Regions from separate parts of the Zea mays genome. Here region 2 is linked to region 1. Evidence: chromatin contacts called from public Hi-C data. All regions are on one chromosome and are shown on one strand. Each heading gives the region's core, a stretch centred on a gene start, on an enhancer-like site or on the middle of the called end of the contact. The rest is flanking DNA. Distances are from core to core; before and after follow the strand shown.

What was found. Hi-C and Micro-C count contacts between places; a contact is called where the count stands out from the background.
Region 2: a contact with region 1 is called in a Hi-C map of ear, with 2.2 times the contacts expected there. The contact joins the promoter of LOC100278159 here to the promoter of LOC100272813 in region 1. A contact is called at or near these places in 2 of 25 Hi-C or Micro-C datasets (ear and tassel).

What each region holds. Positions count from the first base shown.
Region 1 is chr3:234,165,279-234,172,651 of Zm-B73-REFERENCE-NAM-5.0, reverse strand. It overlaps LOC100272813 (3-ketoacyl-CoA synthase), which reads left to right and starts at 4,599. Exons shown (of 1, transcript NM_001147266.2): 1 at 4,599-6,257. The coding sequence starts at 4,657. The coding sequence ends at 6,141. LOC100277160 reads right to left here. Exons shown (of 2, transcript NM_001150809.2): 2 at 7,208-7,373. The coding sequence ends at 7,363.
Region 2 is chr3:234,336,642-234,344,014 of Zm-B73-REFERENCE-NAM-5.0, reverse strand. LOC100278159 (condensin complex subunit 2) reads right to left here and starts at 3,555. Exons shown (of 13, transcript NM_001151526.1): 1 at 3,186-3,555; 2 at 2,994-3,095; 3 at 2,748-2,865; 4 at 1,077-1,147; 5 at 938-998; 6 at 659-859; 7 at 279-568; 8 at 1-64. The coding sequence starts at 3,470.

The DNA.
Region 1 (7,373 bases), core at 3,350-5,849:
ACCGTCGGAACAGTCGGAGAGGCAGTAGTCACATGCGGTCATGAAGTCCCGTATGGCACTGGGGTTGCCAAATCCAGAGAAATCCCAACAGATGTTGGGGTCGTCATCTTCCTCGGACCCAGAGGGCCCGTAGGTCGAGACATCCGTCAGCCGGTCCCAAGGCGACCGTATGCAAAACCCAGAGGGTTTGAAATCGCCTCTACGAGAGCGCCCGCCAAAGCAAGGTCGCTAGGCGGGTTGAGGCTGAGTCCAAATGACGTAGGATGGGAATCGGTCGGTACCTTTCGGTCGACGAGCAGCGACATAGTCACGTCGGGGACTGATTGCACCGTCATCTCAGGTACGAGGGCGACGTCCCGCAAGCTCTCCGCGAGCGCACTGGCATCGTCCACTTGCTCGGGATTGGCGTGTCGCGGGGAGACGGCGCTCGCCTTCGTCTCAAACGCGAGGTCGACGCCCGACGCGCCCCCCGTTGGGGCGCTGGGGACGTCGACTCGCTCGACAGCCGACGAGGCGCGGCCTCCCGCTTGGCCTTGGTTGCCCCGCCTCCTCCTCCGTTGGCGGGGGAGAGGACGGGGCGAGCTCGAATGTTGTTCTTCCACCACGCGGGGAAGACGTCGTCGATTCCGCCGCCGGTGGGCGGGCTGTCGGCCGCCATTGTTGTTGTCGCGCGGCGGTGGAAGGAGTATCATGTCGTAGCTGCCGTCGAAGGACATGAACTCAAGACTCCCGAAACGGAGCACCGTCCCGGGTCGGAGAGGTTGCTGGAGAATGCCCATCTGGAGCTTGACGGGAAGCTGTTCGTCAACACGCAGCATGCCCCTACCTGGCGTGCCAACTGTCGACGTTTCGAGACTGGGGGGTCCCTTAGGCCGACGAGTGAGTGTCGCCGCGTGCCCCAGCCCAGATGGGTCGAGCACGTGGGCGAGCGCGAAGTGGGGAAGGAGCGAGGCGGTCGGCGACCGGCGTGAGAGTGGTAGGAATCTCGCAGCCTTCGTGTTCGTCCCGCGCCCAGGTCGGGTGCGCTTGCAGTAGGGGGTTACAAGCGTCCACGCGGGAGAGGGAAGCGAGCGGCCCCAAGAGAGCGCCTGTCCCGTCCTCGTCCCCGCGTGGCCAACCTTCTCTAAGAGGGCCCTGGTCCTTCCTTTTATAGGCGTAAGGAGAGGATCCAGGTGTACAATGGGGGTGTAGCAGAGTGCTACGTGTCTAGCGGGGGAGAGCTAGCGCCCTAAGTACATGCCGATGTGGCAGCCGGAGAGATCTTGGCACCCAGCTGGTGTGATGTCGTGGCCGTCGGAGGAGCGACGGAGTCTGGCGGAGGGATAGCTGTCGGAGCGGTTGAGTCCTTGCTGACGTCCTCCTGCTTCCGTAAGAGAGCCGAGAGTCGCCGTCGTCACAGAGCATGCGGGGCGCCATCATTGCCTATCTAGCGGAGCTAGCCAGAAGGGACACTGGTCTTGTTCTCTGCGGCCCGAGTCAGCTCGGGGTAGGGTGATGATGGCGCTTCCTGTTGACGTGACTGGCCTGCGCCCTAGGTTGGGCGACGTGGAGGCTCCTCCGAAGCCGAGGTCGAGTCTGTCTTCCATGGCCGAGGCCGAGCCCGAGCCCCTGGGTCGGGCGAGGCGGAGGTCGTTCGGCAGAGGCCAGGGCGGAGTCCGAGCCCTGGGTTCGGGCGAAGCGGAGTTTGTCGTCTTCTGGGGCTGAGCCCGAGTCCGAGCCCTAGGGTCGGGCGGAGTGGAGTTCGCCGTCTTCCGGGGCTTAGCCCGAGTCCGAGCCCTGGGTCGGGCGGAGCGGAGTTCGCCGTCTTCTGGGACCTAGCCCGAGTCCGAGCCCTGGGTCGGGCGGAGCGGAGTTCGCCGTCTTCCGGGACTTAGCCCGAGTCCGAGCCCTGGGTCGGGCGGAGCGGAGTTCGCCGTCTTCCGGGACTTAGCCCGAGTCCGAGCCCTGGGTCGGGCGGAGCGGAGTTCGCCGTCTTCCGGGACTTTGCCCGAGTCCGAGCCCTGGGTCGGGCGGAGCGGAGCTTCCTATGGCGCCTTTGGCAGGGCCTGACTGCCTGTCAGTCTCACTCTGTCAAGTGGCACTGCAGTCGGAGTGGCGCAGGCGGCGCTGTCCTTTTGTCAGGCCGGTCAGTGGAGCGGCGAAGTGACGGCGGTCACTTCGGCTCTGCCGGGGGGCGTGCGTCAGGATAAAGGTGTCAGGCCACCTTTGCGTTAAATGCTCCTGCGATTCGGTCGGTCGGTGTGGCGATTTAGTCAGGGTTGCTTCTTAGCGAAGGCAGGGCCTCGGGCGAGCCGGAGATGTGTCCGCCGTTGGAGGGGGGCTTCGGGCGAGACGGAAATCCTCCGGGGTCGGCTGCCCTTGTCCGAGGCTAGGCTCGGGCGAGGCATAATCGAGTCGCTTGAATGGACTGATCCCTGACTTAATCGCACCCATCAGGCCTTTGCAGCTTTATGCTGATGGGGGTTAACAGCTGAGAATTAGGAGTCTTGAGGGTACCCCTAATTATGGTCCCCGACAATACTATCACTAATGTTGATTACTAATGTTGATTAAAAACATCCAGGCCTCCTTTAGATTGCATGATTGATAAAACATAGGGATAGAAAAAAAATGTAGGAATAAAATTGTATGACACTTAAAATTTTATAGAAAATTTTTTAAGAGGTTGGACCTCATATTAAAATTCCTCCAAAATCTCACTACAATGGTCTATTCTTTAGAAATTTTATAAGATTTATAGGAACTCAACTTTTTGTTCCAAAGGATCACATAGAAAAATTTACTACAGCATTTTAATATTTCAAAATCCCTTCACCTTTCCTTTGTTCTAAAGGAGGCCCTAGTCAAGTAATGTATAGTTACACCGATTTGAAGAAAAAAAGTAATGTAAAACTGCGCTTCGAAACATGAGTAAAAAAAAAGGCAAAAAGCATCTACCCCCAAGAACGATTATTGCGGGAGTGACAAAGCCAAGGTCACATCACATGATCCATACACACTCAGTGATATGTACGTGCTGGCAGCAACAAATGCTCTTGTCGATCAGCCATTGCGAAACACTGTGTACAGCGCACGGTGTACCGTACCACACAGTAGCACTTGGCGTGGATCGTAGACTGCACACTGACGGCGACCTAGCATGCATGGGGTATTAATTAATCGGCCACTACAAAGGGAATAAGCTGCCACTGCATGCCATGTGAAGGATTCCGATGCTTTTCCTTCCAAACTGGCCGGTGGGTCGCGTCGTTTAACGAGCATTTAACGACGTCCCGAATCTCGCACGGTTGCGACGTTGGTGGTTGCGTCCCCATCAACCACAATTTGATGTCGCGCAGCGCACTGCACCCCCACAGCCGAGAACGCCACGGCATCAGTGAATCAAATCTGGTTCGAAATTCCGCAAATTTTGTCAAACTTTTACATTTTTCAATTCGGCGCGGGAAATATAAACCAGAGAAAAAATATGATAAAAAAATCAGAACTTTTTCCGGGTCTTCTGAATCGATCTAAACGCATTTGATAGGTAAATTTCTTTGAAAAAACAGCACCGCAGCGAGAAACTTCAGTTTTGGAGCGAAGTCCGTGCATTGATGTATACATGTTAATGCATATATACTTGTATATATGTTATGGAAATGACATATAGCGATGTAGCATATACTATATGTTAACAAATGTTAGGGCTAGTTGTTATATATGTTATCAGGTATTAGGTTTACTTGTTAGTACTTAGTATATGCTATCAAGGATAGTTAACGGCAATAGAGGGTTAGATATCTACATTAGGATAGTGGTATTATTTGCGTGCTATATGTAGAATTATTATTTGCATGTATTATTTGCAGAATTAGGTATTATTTGCAGGTATTATTTGGTATAACACTACCAGGTATTATTTGCAGAATTATTTGCGTGCTATAGTTTTAGTATTATTTTACTCACCTAGTAGTGTTAGTATTATTCCTATTGCTTAATACTATTTACATGTTATATTATTATTTGAGTGCTATAGTTTTATTATTATTTATGTGCTATATGTAGAATTCGGCATACTATTGGTGATACTCGGCAAAGCAGTATATTCCGGTATTGTGGTCATCATGTGCAAAGGAGGCTATTCCAGTTGTTCATGTCCTATGTATCAAATTATCTTCAACCTTTGAATTGTGTGAACCTTTATATTATATTACGCAAAACCTTTTATATGAACTTGTATGTCACCGTTGTGGAGTTATATTATTAAGGAGCAGTACAAACTAAAGACTAATGCATATATTTTGTACTTGCATATATATGGTTTTTATTCTGATGAACGAATTATATGTGAAATTATTGTTACTTATTATGCAACGTGAATATATACATTACTATATGATTCTATCATTTTTTTTATTTTTTCCAACACAATCAGCATTTTCCGGTCTAAATTATACGAAACCCGCCGAGAAATTTAAGGATTCTGCTTTAAAATTCGACAAATTTCATTCCATTTTCTGTTTTCGGTAGCGTATGAAACATTTAAATCCGACGAAAATGTATACCCTGATGATCTGCATTCTCGCCCTTTAAATTGACAGGAACACGGCGCACCTTCTTCATCTCTTCGACACTCTCACATGCATCGAAGATTCCGCTGACACTAAAAAGATCGAAATGGCGCCGGGATCGTCGTCGTCTCGTAAGGCCAAGGCCCTCAAGGCATCGTACCGGCTCGTCGCCGACAACTTCCTCGCCGTCCTCGCCATGGTTTCTGTCGTCGCCGTGCTCTTCGCTGCATGGCCGATCAGCATCGAGGACCTTGCCTGCCGGCTGCACGCGGTGCGGCCACTCCACGTCCTCACGGCGGCGATCCTGACGGCGGCCCTCGCGAAGCTGAGGCGCATGAGCCGGCCGAGCGACGTGTATCTCGTGGAGTACGGCTGCTTCTGGCCCAAGCCGTGCTTCCGGGCGCCGTTCGCGACGTGCCTGGAGCACGTGCGGCTCTTGCCGTACCTGGTCAACGAGGACGACATCAGCTGGGGCTGGCGGCTCCTCCAGCGGTCCGGGATCGGCGAGGAGACCTGCGTGCCGTACGCCTACCACTACCTGCCCCCGGACCGCAGCTTTAGGGCCTCCCTGGACGAGACCGAGCTGGTCATCTTCTCCGCCGTCGACGATGTGTTCGCCCGGACGACGGCCGTGACGCCCGCGGACATCGGCGTGGTGATCGTGAACTGCAGCATCTTCACGCCCACGCCGGTGTTCACGGACATGATCGTGAACAGGTACAAGCTGCGCGCCGACGTGCGGAGCGTGAACCTGTCCGGGATGGGGTGCAGCGCGGCGCTCATCTCGATCGGTCTCGCCAGGAACATGCTGCAGGTGGCGCCGCCGGGCACGCACGCGCTGATCGTGTCCACGGAGATCCTCTCGTCGCAGTACTACGTCGGCATGGACCGCTCCATGCTCCTGCCCAACTGCCTCTTCCGCATGGGCGCCGCCGCCATGATCATGTCCAACACCGCGGCCCGAGGCGCGCGGTTCCGGCTCGCCCGCGTCGTGCGCACGGTGGCCTCCGCGCGGGACGCCGCCTACCGGTGCGTGTTCCAGGTGGAGGACGAGGAGAGCAACACGGGGATCCGGCTCTCCAAGGACCTCGTGCCCACTGCCGCCCAGACCCTGAAAAGCAACATCGTCGCCTTCGGGCCCCTGGTCCTGCCTGCCTCGGAGAAGCTCCTCGTCGCTCTGTCCATCCTGAGGCGGAGGCTAGTACAGAGCAGCCGGGGGAGGGTGTACCGCCCGGACTTCCGCACCGCGTTCGAGCACTTCTGCATCCACGCCGGCGGGCGCGGGGTCATCGACGAGGTGCAGCGCGGCCTCGGCCTCTCCGACGAGGACGTGGAGGCGTCGCGGATGACGCTGCACCGGTTCGGGAACACGTCCAGCAGTTCGGTGGTGTACGAGCTGGCGTACATCGAGGCCAAGGGCAGCATGAGGAAGGGAGACCGCGTGTGGATGATCTCCTTCGGCGCCGGCTTCGACTGCAGCAGCGTGGCGTGGGAGTGCATCGAGCCCGCCGCCGACGCTGCTGGGCCGTGGGCCGACTGTATCCACCGCTACCCAGTGCAGCTCCCTAAATTGATGGAGGCCCTTGATTGAATCCGTACATGTAGACGTGAAGTGGCATAATCAATCAATGTTGTACTGTATCTTTAATGTCCAAATCTGTCATCAACGGACGGGACATGTGATTTTTTAACGGACTAGTTCCAAATAAACTGTTACTGATCTTTCAATTATATTTGGACATACTAATAAGAATAGTAAATCAGTGCAGATCTCATCATCATTGTGTGCACATCAAATATATGGACAGGTCAAGGGGGGCAAACAGTTGAGTAAACTGAATTACATGAAGTATACGTTACTTACTGTTAGTTCTGAGTTCAATCTTTGCTTATGTTGCAACCGAAGTCCTATCACCTCGTAGTGAATGTTGGAAGTGTATTTTCTTCGTTGGACCATATAAGTCCTGGTCATACACTAGTGAACTCGGCCTTTTTTTTGGCATGGTCCATATGATTTTGCTGAGAATTGATTTTGCTAAGAAGTTAAGGACTTGTTTGGAAGCAAAGTATTTTAAATCCATGGTTTTAGAATACTATAGGTTTTAAATGTCATGGCAAATCATGGTATTTTTTACATCAGCTCAAGAAATACTAGTTTGAAAACAAAGTATATTAAACCATGGTATTTAGTGTATATGCAAGAAGCTAGTCCTAGTGGGTTCGAGTGGAGTTTTAAATACTCCAAAAATATCATGGTAACTATTAAACAATGATATTCACAACTGAGTTTTTACAATATAGTCAAACACCTCCTGACGAAGAATAACATGATATGCTCTAATATCATACTTTTATCTGAAAACCCAAAAAAATACTTTGCTTCCAAACAACTCCTAAGCTCCTTGACAAGGAAGTGATTTTTCTTTTGCTTAGTTTACTACTCATTGATGAGGAAGACTCAAAATGCTTCTGCGTTTTTAGGTTCATCGTCAATGTTATCATGGTTCGTCTAGAATTTGTTGCCGACAATGTAATTTTGGGCGTAGAGCGAGCTATTAGATTTTGCAGCTGGATTACAAAGTTCCGGCTGAACGTAGGCAATCGCACCGCAACAGGATATAATGTTGCTATGGCTGATGGCTCGCCTTGGACGTGTTCCCCTTTAATCACATGTTGTTAATTCAACCAAACTTTGTTAACCTCGTATCTTTAATACTGCAAAATCTAGCCGGCAAAAAAAAACACTGTCCTTCTCAATAGATAAACTAATGACCAAACGATCACAATGCCGGCAAATATTTTAGCATCCCACTTACTGCATGA
Region 2 (7,373 bases), core at 2,306-4,805, 170 kb before region 1:
TTTTGTCAACTCTATCGTTTACAATAGTACCCTGAGGAATCTCAACAGTGTATTCATTGAATTCCTGCATATGGACATAATTGCAAAATAAGTTTTGACAAGCAATTCAATCTCAACATATTAGATGGATGGCAAACAGAGAATCTGTAGTAAGCATCCAGATGCAGCGACATGTTTAGTTAGCACAAATATTTTGGAAATATTTGGCTTTGTTCTGCAATTAACTTGTATTTCCACGACAATTTTTGCCAAATTTTACCTAGTCTGCAGGAAAATACCTCTTGAAAGTTTGTTGAGATGGAATCCATTGGATTACAGTTTTGATCATATGTATCCTCATGGTCATGACAATCACCAAAATCCCAAGTTCCAGAATCAGGTAGCATGCTATCGTTATCGTCTGCTTCATTACCATCATCCATCTGATCTTCCATTACTGGCATTTGACCAGGAGATAACCTATGTGATGGCCTTTGGTTTTCTTCATCAAATTGAGCAACAATATCCCTCAGGGTTGGAGAAATATCATTACATAGACGCATTTGAGTGACCATTTCCTCAATTTGCTCTGTCCAAGAGTACAAACCTAACTGACACCCCATTGAAAGCAAGATGCAAAGATCATAAAGAGAACCAAGCAACGGACTAATAATATTACCTTTAGCAAATGAAAGGTCAATTGTCTCAGCCTGCTCAGTTTGCATATCACTTAAGATGCATTTGTCTGGAGCTTCAAATGAATCGAACAGCACACGGCAGCTACCATAAACTCCAAGGTTATACAACAAAAGGCCCTTTGCCCCACCTTCATCAAACTGAGCGGTAGTTTGATGGTATAGAGGATCCACCGTGAAAGCAACTAGTAGTAAGCACGCATTTCAGCTCCATGGTAGAATAATTTTCAACAAGAGATAGTGAGAATAAACTTGAAACTTACCATCAAATTTCTTTACATTGAGAGCCTCAAATGACGACTCCAACGTTGAAGCAGGTGAAATCTGCACAAATGGAAAGGCATTAACATAATGAAGCAGAATTGAAGTGAAGAACTAAGTACTCCATTCAAAATGTTGTACCCTCCTATCAGCATCCTTTTTATTGATTGCTTCATCCTGTGCAGGTTCAACATTGCTGCCTTCCTCCAAATCTTTAATGGCAACAACCAACTCAGAGCATCATCATGAAACAGCATTACATTATCTAAGGATAATACTGTAAAACAGGAGTGCAAATAGGGATGGCAAGGTGGATTTGGATCAGGTGGAGACTGTGGACTTGAACCCAGAACCCAAAACCACCCCAAACACCGTTTCAGGTGATAATCCAAACCCAAAACCAAACCCAGTGGATCCAAAAAAACCAAAAACCACCACTATATAGCAATATACAAAAGACATTAAGGAATTTCTAGTAACTCATGCATGATACATATTACATATTCACATATATAAGCAAAAGGCAATAAAGAACAAATAATTTCATGACTCAACTTAGAATAAACTTAATAGCTTACATAAACAAATTATTAACAAAACAAATGAGTTTTTACTTAAAATGTACTATTTTGGACCTCCATTATACATCCGCGGGTGGAAACCAAACCCAATAAAATTTGGGTCCCTAAACCCGAATCCACTGGACCCAAAATCATGCAGAGCACTGACCCAAAACTGCCACAGTGCCATCCCAAAGTGCAAAACAGTGCTTCTCAAATTTTAAGCACAAAAACAGTAAGAAAACAGCAAATGTTCCCAATTTCATAAACAGTGTTTTGCAGAAGGTTCATAATCTGTGAGTGCACAGGTTGTGTAAAGCTGTGTAACATATCAATGTAAGTTGATCAATTTCACCCAAGGAATACCAAAAAACAGGACAGTTCTAACATGGGTAACAATGAAAAGGTTTTAAAACATATTTAATCTTCCAATCAAGTTAGTGCCTGTTTGGAAGCATGTCGGTTTTTAAGAAACCATTTGCTATAAACTCGTTTTTAAATAAAAATTGGGTGAGGGTGTTTGGAACCCGGTTTCTAAGAAACCAGTTTCTAGTTTTTTGCATATGCATTGACTAGCCTAACCTTCCTCTATTTTAAAAAGTGGTGGCAATAGATGTAAATTCCATGAAATAAACAAGGGAATAATGTTATTAAACAGACAAAATTTGGTTTTAGCTAGGGGATGCAGGCTTCTTGGTTTTTAAGAAACTAGGAATCCAGTTTCTATAAACTAGAAACTAGGACATGAACTAGTATTGTTTGGAAGTACTCCGGTTTCATAAACCAGTTTCTAAAAACTGGGTGCTTCCAAACAGGCCCTTAGAACAGTGACCTTTCCATTAACTCATAAAACCACACTGCATGCCAACTTAGGGGTGTTTGAGATTATAATCCCAAACAAACACCCCCTTACTTTAGAGTTTTTAACTCAAGTTTAGTGATACCCAGCATAGACCAATTTGCACTGGATGAAGACAAAAAGCAAAAAAAAAAGTGCAGTTTTTTTCCTTTCTCCAAATCTTTTTCGTCAAGCACCAAACCAGAAGACCATAATGAAGCAGCATAGATTTCCAGCAAAATCATGAACCTATCATGTATAGGTCATTCTTTTTGAATTTGTAACTCGAGCAATTCAGCCATACTCGGCATAAGAGCATGTAATTTGCACTGGATACAGCTCCCTAATAAAGAAGTAAAACTGCAATCAAAGTGGTACACATCAGAATCCATTAAAATTCCAGTGCACCCTCACCAGCCTCTTCACCCCTTCCGGCACGGTTTATCCCACCAAGCACCTTGTAAGCCTCGGAGTGCACTGAATCCACACGAAGTGAATATATCTTGACCCCCGCCTCCAGTGTGCAGCTTGCCTGTTCCATAAAAGTACCACATTATTGCCAACAAATTCAAATACAGTAGACGAATCTCCCTCTAGACAAATTTGTACTAAGAAGGCTACAAAGAGAGGAGGAAATGGGAGATCTTTGCAGGTCGGTACCTTCTGAAAGTTGGTCTCCTCGTCCTCGTCCACCCCCGCTTGGATGATCTCGCTGAGATGATCGATTAGGCCTAGCTCCCACGTGTTCTTCTGGTTAATTTTCTGCCGAAATTTCCCCAGAAAGAACGCAACGAAGAAGCTTAGCGAGAGGAATGGAGCGGGCTAGGTTTAGGAGGCGGGCTAGGCACCTACGTTCTCCGATGCGAGCTTGATACAGTTATGGAAGAGGTCCATGACCTGCTCGCGGTTGAGGAGGTCGTGGCGCGGGTCCTTGGAGGGCGCAATGGAGGCGGCGAGGGATCGGCGGCGGACGGAGGCGGCACGCGCCGCCGCGCGGGCGCGGGCGCGTTCTTGCTGGTCGTCATTGGATCCGAGCGGGAACGCTGGAGGCGGAGACTGCAGCAGCACCCGCGACCCGGCCGCCGTCCAGCGCGCGGGAGGGGGGGTCTGCGGTGGGGCGTCCTCGGCCGGCGGCATCTCGTGCGGTCGACGGCGGCGGCGGAGCGGAACGGGACAGGATGGATAGAGGGGGTTGGGTAGGGAAAATTTTGGACCGTCGTTCGGGATCCCTCCCAGTCGTGATTTCAAATTTTGGGGGCGGATGCGCTGCGGTGCGGGAGCGGGGCCAGGGATGGGGTGGGTACTGTTGCTTTGGTTGAAAAGCAAGTAGAACGGAACGGTTATGTTCTAGTTTTGTTGTTATTTGATTACAAAGTAACTAGAACGGAGTAGCTCCAATTAAAGAATATTCTCCTTAGATTCAGAACCATCCTACTCCAAAAAATCAATGGGACGGAGCTGCTCCGTTTCCAGCTCGCTCACACAGCTCGCCCTCCCATCCGTGCGCAGCAGCTCACGCGCCTCCCTCTGCAACCAAACAAAAAATAGAGCCGCTCTGTTCCAGTTCACTCTACAACCAAACAAAAAATAGAGTCGTTCCTTTCCAGCTTACCAAACATAGAACAGAGCGCCTCCGTTCTAGAATCAGGGATCGAACAGCTCTGTTCTACTTGTCTCCTCAACCAAACACTACCTTTGTACTCCTTTTGTGAATTTCTTTGTGCGTCAAACGTCCCTCCAACTCAATTGTGCACAGCTTTCGTCAACTGCTCCTTCCACTCGCGCTGACGCCTACGTGTAACCGTGGCTCCTCTTCCTTGAGACCCTGCCCATTTCAAACTCACCCTTCCCCTCGCCCCCGGCCCCCACTATCTAGATATAGCCAAACGGTTAGAAAACCGGGCCAAAACATCCAAACATGTTGGCTCGTTTTCTTATCCGAGTCTGGCCCACTGCGGGCCTAAACGGATCGGACCGAGTCGGTAAGCACGAAAAAAGCGGGCTGAAAACAAGCTAAGTGGGCTGCTAAGCACGGTTTAGTGCAAAAAAAGGGCTTGACGGACTTAGAGGTAAACGAGTCGTGTCGGGCTAGCCCGTGGGGCTTAGTTTCCTGTCTGGGCCCGGCCCGCTTATTCATGTCGGGCTGGCCCAGGCCCGTATAAAAGTAGGCCAAACCGGGCTCGCATCGGGCCAAAAAACATGCTTCGGGTCGAGCTTTCATGCTAAAGGCTTTCTGTACATCTATACCGCTATCGGGTGCACCCTCCCCCTTGCTCATTCGATCATGCGCGAGCGTTGTCCTGCGTCGTGTCCCTTTACTCCTCATCCTCGCCCTCTACATATTTACACTCGTTCAAACCACTAATCCAAAGCCACCAGCCAAAGGTGCGACCTTTGACCCTGCACCAGTGTCGTGGTCATAGACGCCATCGCCTCCTCCTCCACCACCGCAAATGAGAGAAGCTCCACGAATGCGTCAACCAATCTATCATGTCTCCAGTTATCAAACCAAAGGGGGACCGAACGACCATCCGCCACTTTAACTTTGATATTGGAACAAAAAACTAGAAGTGCTTAGAGCGCATCACGCCACCAGAAGGGACATTTCTTTTGGACATTGGGAAACCTCCCCCGGCGGTAGTGATTACTCAAGACAAGATCCACCGAGGACTGATCAAGTCTATTAAAGGACTTGTTAAGAAACTTCATAAGGAGAGCCTAATTGTGGTGCCGCATGTTGATGACTCCAAGTCCTCCGACACACTTTGGTCTAGAGACCCAAATCCTACACGACAAGAGCATGCTTCTTAGAAATTAGCTCAACACCTCTCCACACCGCAATTGGAAGCCTAAGAGAACACATAAAAAATGTTCGGAGGGATGAGAAGCAGGAGTTCACGAGCTCTAGCCGACTAGCTAGAGAGAGGTACCTAGATGTGTCCCCCAACTGCCTCTCAACTCTCGGAATGAGAGGGAAGTAGTCCACCACTTTAGGTTTAGTCTGAAAGGATTAAGATACCTAAGAGAGGGATAAATTAGGCTTTTCTAAATTTCTTGTAAAAGATTAAACCCTAAATAAGAGCCCAACTTCACCTAACTTCTTAGCTAAATCACAAAAGCTAGAAAATGCTAAACAAACCCTAAGTTATCATGGCAAATACTAAGAATGAAAATACTGAAAATAAATTGCTTAAAGTAAATGTGGAATGTAAAGCAAGGAGCAAGAAAACCCCTCCAAATTTTTACGAGATATCGGAGAGTCAGCACTCTCCATTAGTCCTTGTTGGAGCACTCGTGCAAGGGTATCACTCCCCCCTTAGTCCTCACAATGATCAAGTGCTCACTATGAGATGATCCTTTACCTCTCCGGCATGGTGGCTCCCTCATGACCACGGACAAGCTTGAGTCGGGTCACCAATAAATCCTTCAGGGTGATCGCCGCACTCCAAATGTCACCGAGTCGTCTAGGTGATGCCGATCACCAAGAGTAATAAGCCATAGACTTTCACTTGACCAAGGGAGGTCTAATGCATGAGGTGTGTGCTCTAGGTGACTCTCACTTGCACTAATGATGTCCTAATGTGGGATTATAAATTCGCTAATCACCTCACTAAGCAATGTGGACTTGCAAGCTCAAAGCAATGAATACTAGGTTGCTAGGCAGCAAGACAATCAATATAGCTAGTGGATGGGGTATAAATAGCCCAACCACCCAAAACTAGACGTTATTGTGTTGCATTGTGCGTGGGTGCACCGGACAGTCTGGTTCGCCATCAGTGCACGCCAGCGATTAAACCTGACAACTAGCTGTTACACTAAGAGCACACCAGATAGCCAACAAGAACCTGCCTGATGCATAATGGATAGCCCGGTGCTACTTCTCAAATAGGGAGCAGATTGCATGTCCTCTGGGTCGGTAGTCTTGGGTGCCACCGAACAGTCTGGTGCTCGAACTCATACTAGGGGCAAATTGCAACCTCTCTGTGTTGAACGTCCGGAGAGCCACCGGACAGTCCGGTGCACCACCAGACAGTCTAATGCCCCTGAACACTTCAAACAAATCTAACTCGTGATTTTTTCAAACGATTTTGACTCCAACTTTTGTGTGGGCTTTTGAGTGACACCTAATGCTAGTTTTAAGCGTGTGCATGCACTGACACTACACTAGACATGCCTTGGTCAAGCTACTCATCCACAACCCATCTTTATAGTACGACCAAAGTAAAAAAATAAAGGTCCTAACTCTATACCAAGTGTGAAAGGGAATTAGGCTTACACCTAGTTCCTAAATAGTTTTGGTGGTTGAATTGCCCAACACAAATTGTTGGACTAACTAGTTTGCTCTAGATTATATGTTCTACAGGTGCCAAAGGTTCATCTATAACTATACAAAAATCGACTGTTCGGAATACCGTAGATTATTCCGGACAGGAGAAGTTTTTTTGGAAAAACAGGCCAAGCGCGGACCGTCCGGGCCACTACGGCGGACCGTCCGCGACAACAGTATACCCTTCGGACAGAACCAATGCAAAAAAAGACAAGTCTCCACTATGGACCGTCCGGAGGAAAAGGGCGGACCGTCTGAGCCCTCGCGCGGACCGTCCGGCCTCAGGCGCGGACCGTCTGGTCGGTAAGAAACCGAAAAACCCGAAGGTAACGGGTTCGGAGAAATGAATTATAGGGGGCCTCACGGACCGTCCGGGGTGCACGACCGGACCGTCCGCGACTGGCTCTGTCTGACATCTGACGACGCATTAAATGCAATATAGCCGTTGATATAGCCGTTACTGCTGACCGTTGCATTTTCAGCTGTTGATCTACAGGGTCGGACCGTCCGGACCTGGCTCGCGGACCGTCCGCGCTCAGCAGAATGGCCCAACGGCTAGGAAGTGGTTGGTGGCTATAAATACAACCCCAACCACCTCCATTCACAACATCCAAGCATTCCAACCTTCAACATTCAATACAAGAGCTAGCAATCCATTCCAAGACACATTCAAAGCCTCCATCTCTCCAAGTTTCACTATTGAGGAAAGAGAT